2 separate regions of the Rattus norvegicus genome follow, and region 2 is linked to region 1. The links are chromatin contacts, called in public Hi-C maps. All regions are on one chromosome and are shown on one strand. Each heading gives the region's core, a stretch centred on a gene start, on an enhancer-like site or on the middle of the called end of the contact. The rest is flanking DNA. Distances are from core to core; before and after follow the strand shown. Region 1 has its middle 25 kb from the start of Cfap161. Region 2 holds the start of Tlnrd1 (talin rod domain containing 1).

Region 1 (3,157 bases), core at 368-2,867:
CAGAGAACAATCTTGAGTGTTGGTTGTCACCTTCACCCTTGTCTGAGACAGTCTCCTTTTGGTCAGCTCTACTTCCCAGGTTCCTCCCATCTCTGCTTACCGTCTCATTGTAAGAGCACTGGCTCATAGACAGGCACTACCTTACGGTGCATTCTGAAGACTGGAGTACAGGTCTTCATGGTTGCTTTGGATACTTAACCAACTAAGTCATCCCTTCCCTGCCCCCACATGTGCTGCACCTTACTGAGACAGGGTCTCTCATGGAGCCTAGAGCTGACCACATCCGCTTGACTGTATGGCTAGTGTGGGAATCCTCCTGTCTTCATTTTCCTAGTGCTAGAATCACAAGACATACCCAGTTTGTCATAGGTGCTGGGGATCCAGATGGACTTCCTCTCACTTATACCAAGTATTCTGTCCATCTTCTCAGCCCCAATTAAAACAAAAACCATCCCAGTGAAGAAGTTGTACATTCACCACTGCCTAAGCACTTAGTTAGCATCTGCCATTACAGAGGACAACCACAGTGGTTGTCCCCTCTCACAGTAGAATCAGTACACAGAGTTCCAAGGCAAAGCAGGGGTCCAACATAAAGTGGCAGCTATGAAGCCACCTGCCACGCCCAGGGTCAAGTAGGAAGGAAAGGCCCAGGGCACGTACTCTCCGAGTGCTCCGAGCCTATAGAATGGCTGGTCACTTGGAGGGATCCTCAGGAAGGAACACCCCCCTCCAGGAAATGAGACCCTGCTCCAAAAGTCTAATCTAAGGCCAGCCCAAATAGAAAGACTTTTTGCCCAGAGAAATGACATTTGGCAGCTCAACTGCTGATGACTCTAGCTCCAGGGGAATCTACTGTCTTTCTGGCTTATTTGGACACTCTATGCACACCCACTACATACAGGCACACACACAGTTGGGGTGTTGTTGTTGTTGTTGTTGTTGTTGTTGTTTTCTTGTTCTTTTGTTTTTTGGCTTTTTTTATATCCTTTGCAAGAATGTTCAACTGAAACTAGAATCCTCCAACCTTCCTGCTGCCTCTGAAGGGCTCTGCTCCATGCACTCACTCCCTATGTGGTGGGGGCGGGAACAAAGGTGCGGGGGAGGGGGTGCGGGGGGGGGTGGAGTTAGTAGGGGGAGAATCTCTCAAGGCCATGGGTAATCTGCTGCCAGACTAGGTCTCAAGGCCAGCAGGCCCTGCTCCCAGCTACTCTACAGAAACAAGCCACTACACCCTGTCCTAAAGTAAAAGCGATGACTTAAACTAACCGTACTTAAGGAGGTTTGCTTTTAGGGGATTGATTGCTGCCTTTGTGGAACTCACTGGGTTTTAAGTTCTCCCTCGTTGCTTTTCTGTTCTTCCTCCCCTTCTTTCACTCCCCTCCCCCTTTCCTTTCACTTTCTGTCTCTTTGTCTGAGGAGTCAGGGTCTCCAGGAAATTCAGCTCTGTTTCTGTTTTCTCTCTCCAAGCCCCAGCTCATCTGGTCCTCGTGTAACTATAATTACCAGCACATTTGTACGGTGCAGGGTGGAGGGAGATGAGTTAGTTCACGGAGGGGCTGGGAAAGCAATGGCCTTGATCTGGGCAGCGGCCTGGTTCTAATTTTAGCAGCCACAGAGCAATGGACTTCCTGGAGGAATCAGATTGCTGGGCTCTCCCCTGCAGGGCTGACACCAGACATGTGGAAGAGATTCAGATCACAGAATTGCCAAATCAGGTTACACCTCCAGGTCATCAGACCCAGGCTGTGTCTCAGAAAGTAGGGACATGCTGTCTGAGCTTAGCAAGAGCCTTGTAAAACTTGCTTAGTTTATGGACAAAAGAGGGGGAAATGAAACCACCCACCAGGAAAGGTCCACAGAGCCAGCTCTAGGATCCAGGTCCTCTTCCCCCCTGTGTCACATGTTCCCGATGATGTCATTCTCTAAATGGTGTGGGTAGGCATCACTGAGAATATCCTGTAATGGGTCCTGCTTCATTCCCAAGTATTTTAAGTAACTTTTCCTAACTTCGTATTTTTTTAATGAGGTAAATTGTCATACACTGACTGAAAGTACAGATCTCAGCTAGGTAACAATGGATTTGACAAAATAAGCACACCCCCACGAAAGAGAGGAATGCTTAGGTCACCCAGAATGTTCCGCTGTACTCTGCCTTCCAGTCAGTCTTCAGACATCCCCACAGGCAACCTCTGTTTTATGTTGTTTCCGGTATTCATTAGTGTTGACAGCCCTTCAAGCAAATGGCTCGTGAGATCTGGGGGGCAGTCTGAATGCTAACTCTGAGCCCTTTGCAAGTCTTTCTTCCGAGGTTCGCTCAATTCTCTTTTGCCGGGTCGCCCATATAGTAATATGTAGTAACTCGGTGACCGGTGTCTATTCCCTAAGCCCTCAATGTGAGAATTTTCAAACAAGCCTTCAGGACAGAGTCTTTATGGGTGTGGGAATGTTTTCTTGTTCCTGAGAAATGCTGTTTAAAGTTTGGCTCTGCAAATCAAACTTTCAGTCAACCTGTAATCAACGTAGTGATGTGCTCCGAGATCATTTAGAGCTGTGCACTCATTCAGTTTACATACTGTGCTCTCAACCTGTTCAGAATCAACTGACCTCTAAGAAAAGCACCGTAATCTTTCTTAATGTGCTCTGGATCTCCAATATAATCAACTCCTATGGGCCTGGGTCAGCTCAATGCACAACTTTAATGATACCATTTTCCTTATTTCTCCTTTGTGACCCATTCATGCCCTGGACTAATGTCTGTATGCAAGTAAGATGAGGTGACCATGGCTGACACCGCTTGCCAAAAGCATTGGGGTGTTAAAAGTAACCCCACACCCACACTCACAACATATGAGTATAGAGAGATTAGCTCTGATTGTGGTTTTATGTGGTATTCTGAGTCAATAAGTGCTTAAAAATGGTTTTCTCTCTTATGAGGCCCCTGTAAAAGACTGAAAAAGATAAAACTTCTTCATTTCCTGTTGTTAGCATATTCACCGTGCTGATCAGCTTATGAAGAGGATGAACAGCATATGAAGAAGTTCAGAAGAACTTTTTAGATAAGACTCTCTTAGAATAGACTTCTTTTAGATGAGGACAGGAGAGACCAAAACCTTTCTGACTAAATCAAACCCACTCCTAAGTAAATGACAGTAAGAGT
Region 2 (3,157 bases), core at 468-2,967, 72 kb after region 1:
CTTTCCTGCCCAATTGATAACTGAGTTGCGGGTCTGGAGTGTGTAGGGGTAATCCTGCAGTCAGCACACTACCCATGTTCTCTGTGTCTGAGTCCCTATAGTGGGCTGGTAGACACCTGGGCCCTCTGTGTACATGTTGAGTGCGTGGCCCTGCCTTCTGGAAAATTCCTCTTGAGCATTAACATGGGGAAAAAGGGGGTCACCTATGGTTTCTTTGGTATAAATGGAGAGGGGAGGAGTTAAGTGTCTTCTTTTAGCCTGGGGTGGAAAATGGGTATGTGGGCTGGGGAGGGGGGGCATGGAGCGGGGAAGTGCTAATTCACAGAATTGGAATTCACTGGCGGTAAAGTCCTGGGTGAAGACCTTTCCCTTAAAGCCTGAGATAGCAGGGTACAGCCTTCAGACACGGCGCAGGCCGAGTTCCTCAGCCTCTCCCTGTGGTCCGACATCTTGGCGCTCCCATCTGGGTGCTGCGCCAGATCCCTGAGGCACTGGGTCAAGAGCACGCAGGCTGACACCACACTCATGGCACCTCCCAGGATGGCGGTCTGTACCGCCTTGCCCTCAGTGCTCACAGCAGCTGCGCGACCCAGGAATTGAGGCTCGGTGGCAAAGCCCACCAAAGCGCTCACTGCCTGCACCAAGGGCCCACTGAAGAGCGCGCAACGACTGCGGGCCAGCTCGCTGGGCGCCGCCTTCACTTCGCGCACACATGCTAACAGCGCAGATGCACTGGTGCTCATGCACTTGACGCCCAGCTTGAACTGTTCGCGCGAGAAGCGGTCCCGTGACTTGTCACTGGCCAGGGCGCACGCATCCGTCAGGAACTTGAGGTTTCGAGACAGGCCCTGCGACACCTCCAGCAGCAGCTGTGGGGTCATGTCTGCCAGTGGGGTGGCTCGCAGCACAGCACAGCCCTGCTCCACCTCGTGGCGGCAGCGTGTCACACGGTAGCGGTCCACAAGGCCTGGCTGTGCAGGTTGAGCGCCCGGTGTGGCAACGGCTGCCAGGTAGGCCGCATGTGCAGAACACTCGGTCAGCGACACCACCAAGTCGCCCAGTTCCACAAGACTGTCCCCCGCCTCTCCGAAGCGGCCCATGTTGAGCTGGCTTTGCACGTCGTGGGTTAGGATGGACAGCCCCTTGGTGCGCGCGATGATGGTGTCCCGGCACTGCTCGAAGGACTCCGCACCAGCGCCAGGGGAGGCGGGGCCTTCGAAAAGCACCGGCCGCGCCTCGCTAGACAGCAGCAGCAGGTCGGCCACCAGCTGCATCTTGCCCTTGCAGTGATCACAGATAGACACCAGCCTCTTCCGCGGCTGCGAGCTGGCCCCGCCGACGGCGCTCCCAGGAGCCGGAGAAGCCGCCTCGCCAGTGGGCTTCCCGGCGCTGCCGCTAGCCATCGCGCCCAGGGGGCACTGGCATGCCGCTGGGGAGTCCGCTACCACCGCCGCCGCGACTCAGCTGGCCAGGGCCGCGCTGCCTTCCGCGCACCATCATGCCATCCACCGCGGCGGGCACAGAGAGTCCGGTGGCGGCGGCCGATGGCCCGGCGTCGCGGGGCGGGCCCAGGCCCGCGGCAAGCTCTTCGGGGCGCTGTGTAGCTCGCGGGAACCGTGAGCCAGGGCACCGCAGACTCCTAGTCCGCGCCCCTCTTCACGAGCCTACCAGTAAAGTCCCCGCTGCCCGGTTGTCGCCACCTTCCTGGGCATGGGCGGCCGGGCCGCCGGAGCGGAGAGGGCGGGACGGGGAGGCTGGGAGTTGTCCTTCCTTCCTTCCTTCCTTCCTTCCTTTGAAATCAAAATCCTCTGCTCCTAGAGGAGCGCAGGCGGCGGCCCCGGCAGGCTTTGCTGTCAGCCGCTACGCTGCGGCGATCCGGCTCAGCAGCGCACGTGGGCTTCAGGGGCGGCGACCCCGCCAGACCGTACTGGCTGGCGACGGCGGCCGGAGCTGACGCCCGGGGGCGCGCGGCCGCATCTCCTTCTCCGGCTCTTGGGGCGCTGGGCGGCCACAGGGCCGAGGGCGTGGCTGGCTCTGTGGCGGCCGCGCGGAGTCAGTCGGGCGGGAGGCTGCAACGCAGGGTGCTGGGCGGCCGCGCCTTCCCGCCTGGCGGTTCAGAGTGCGCGGCCCGGCGCCGGGGCGGCACGCCCTCCCCGCCTGAATGGCCTGCGACCCGCCACCGGCTGTCGTGGAGATTCCATCTCTGTTTCCCCGCAGAGCCCGCGGGCCCCGCGCATCCGACGCCCCGGGGTGGTCGGCTCAGAAGGTGAGCGTGGCGTCGCGGAGGCCGACCCGGGCCCGGACTCCTGCCATGTTTGTCAACCAGCAACTTCCGAGCGACCTCTGAGCAACTGAAAGGAAGGGCGGAGACCGCAGGCCAGGGGACACCCGCCTGCCCGCGCGCGGCTGCGGCTTTCGCCTCCTCGCGTCCGCCTCGCCCCCGGCTCGCCGCCGCCACCTCGGCCGTAACCTCCCTGGAGCCTATAGGAATCTTTTGTGTGGCGTCACCGCCTTTCGTTTAAATCCCGCTTCCTCCTCTCGCCCTTCCTCCCGCCCCCTCCGCCGATCCCGGATGCTTGCGCGATGCGCTGCTCCTCCCCCGGGAAGCTGGGGGCCGTGGGAGGACGCCGCGCCCAGCCCCGACGCTGCGGCTCTGGGGCCGGTGGTCCCTGCATCCGGAGAGGCTAGGAAGCTTGTGTGGTGGGGAAGGCCGGCCCTCGCTCCGCGCCCAGCGCTGCGCACACCCTGGGGACACCGGGGCGCAGCCGCGAGTGGCCTTACGTAAGCTCTCAGCCTGCCCTGGGACTCGGTGCTTTCTCCCCGCCAAGTGAGCTAGTGTAGAAGGTGATCTGTTTTGCTTACTTGGGGAGGAGGCCACTCACTATTCCCTAGTTCTCCCCCCTCGTCCCAACCCCTCCAGATTCCAATCACCTATGAGATTCGATGACTTATGCAAGCCCCCCTCCGCCCTTTGTTGTGTACGACCCTCTTCTGTGGGTGGGTTTCCGTGAAGCAGTAAAAGGGAATGCTGGTCTAGTGGGGCTCAGAGATAGACTCTTCCTGGGGTCGATCTTCCCCCAGCCGTTTAGGAATTCTGTGACCTTGGGCTAGTTTTCCCTCCAAGTCAGGTAGTGTATGGTGACCTCGGTTCCAGCTG

What was found. Hi-C and Micro-C count contacts between places; a contact is called where the count stands out from the background.
Region 2: a contact with region 1 is called in a Hi-C map of liver, with 3 times the contacts expected there. The contact joins the promoter of Tlnrd1 here to the enhancer-like site in region 1. A contact is called at or near these places in 10 of 12 Hi-C or Micro-C datasets (the A7r5 cell line, the Rat2 cell line, Schwann cells and 6 more).

Annotation. Positions count from the first base shown.
Region 1 is chr1:147,201,649-147,204,805 of GRCr8, forward strand. No RefSeq gene overlaps it. Among named protein-coding and RNA genes, the nearest start is that of Cfap161, 25 kb to the left of the region's middle. Within about 2 kb of position 1,618, at least 32 of the 93 cell types and tissues checked have an H3K27ac peak or open chromatin away from gene starts, as enhancers often do. A contact at or near this core is called in the A7r5 cell line and liver, where this site is marked.
Region 2 is chr1:147,273,777-147,276,933 of GRCr8, forward strand. It overlaps Tlnrd1 (talin rod domain containing 1), which reads right to left and starts at 1,718. Exons shown (of 1, transcript NM_001013149.1): 1 at 1-1,718. The coding sequence starts at 1,403. The coding sequence ends at 315. It also overlaps a transcript of Mesd not described here.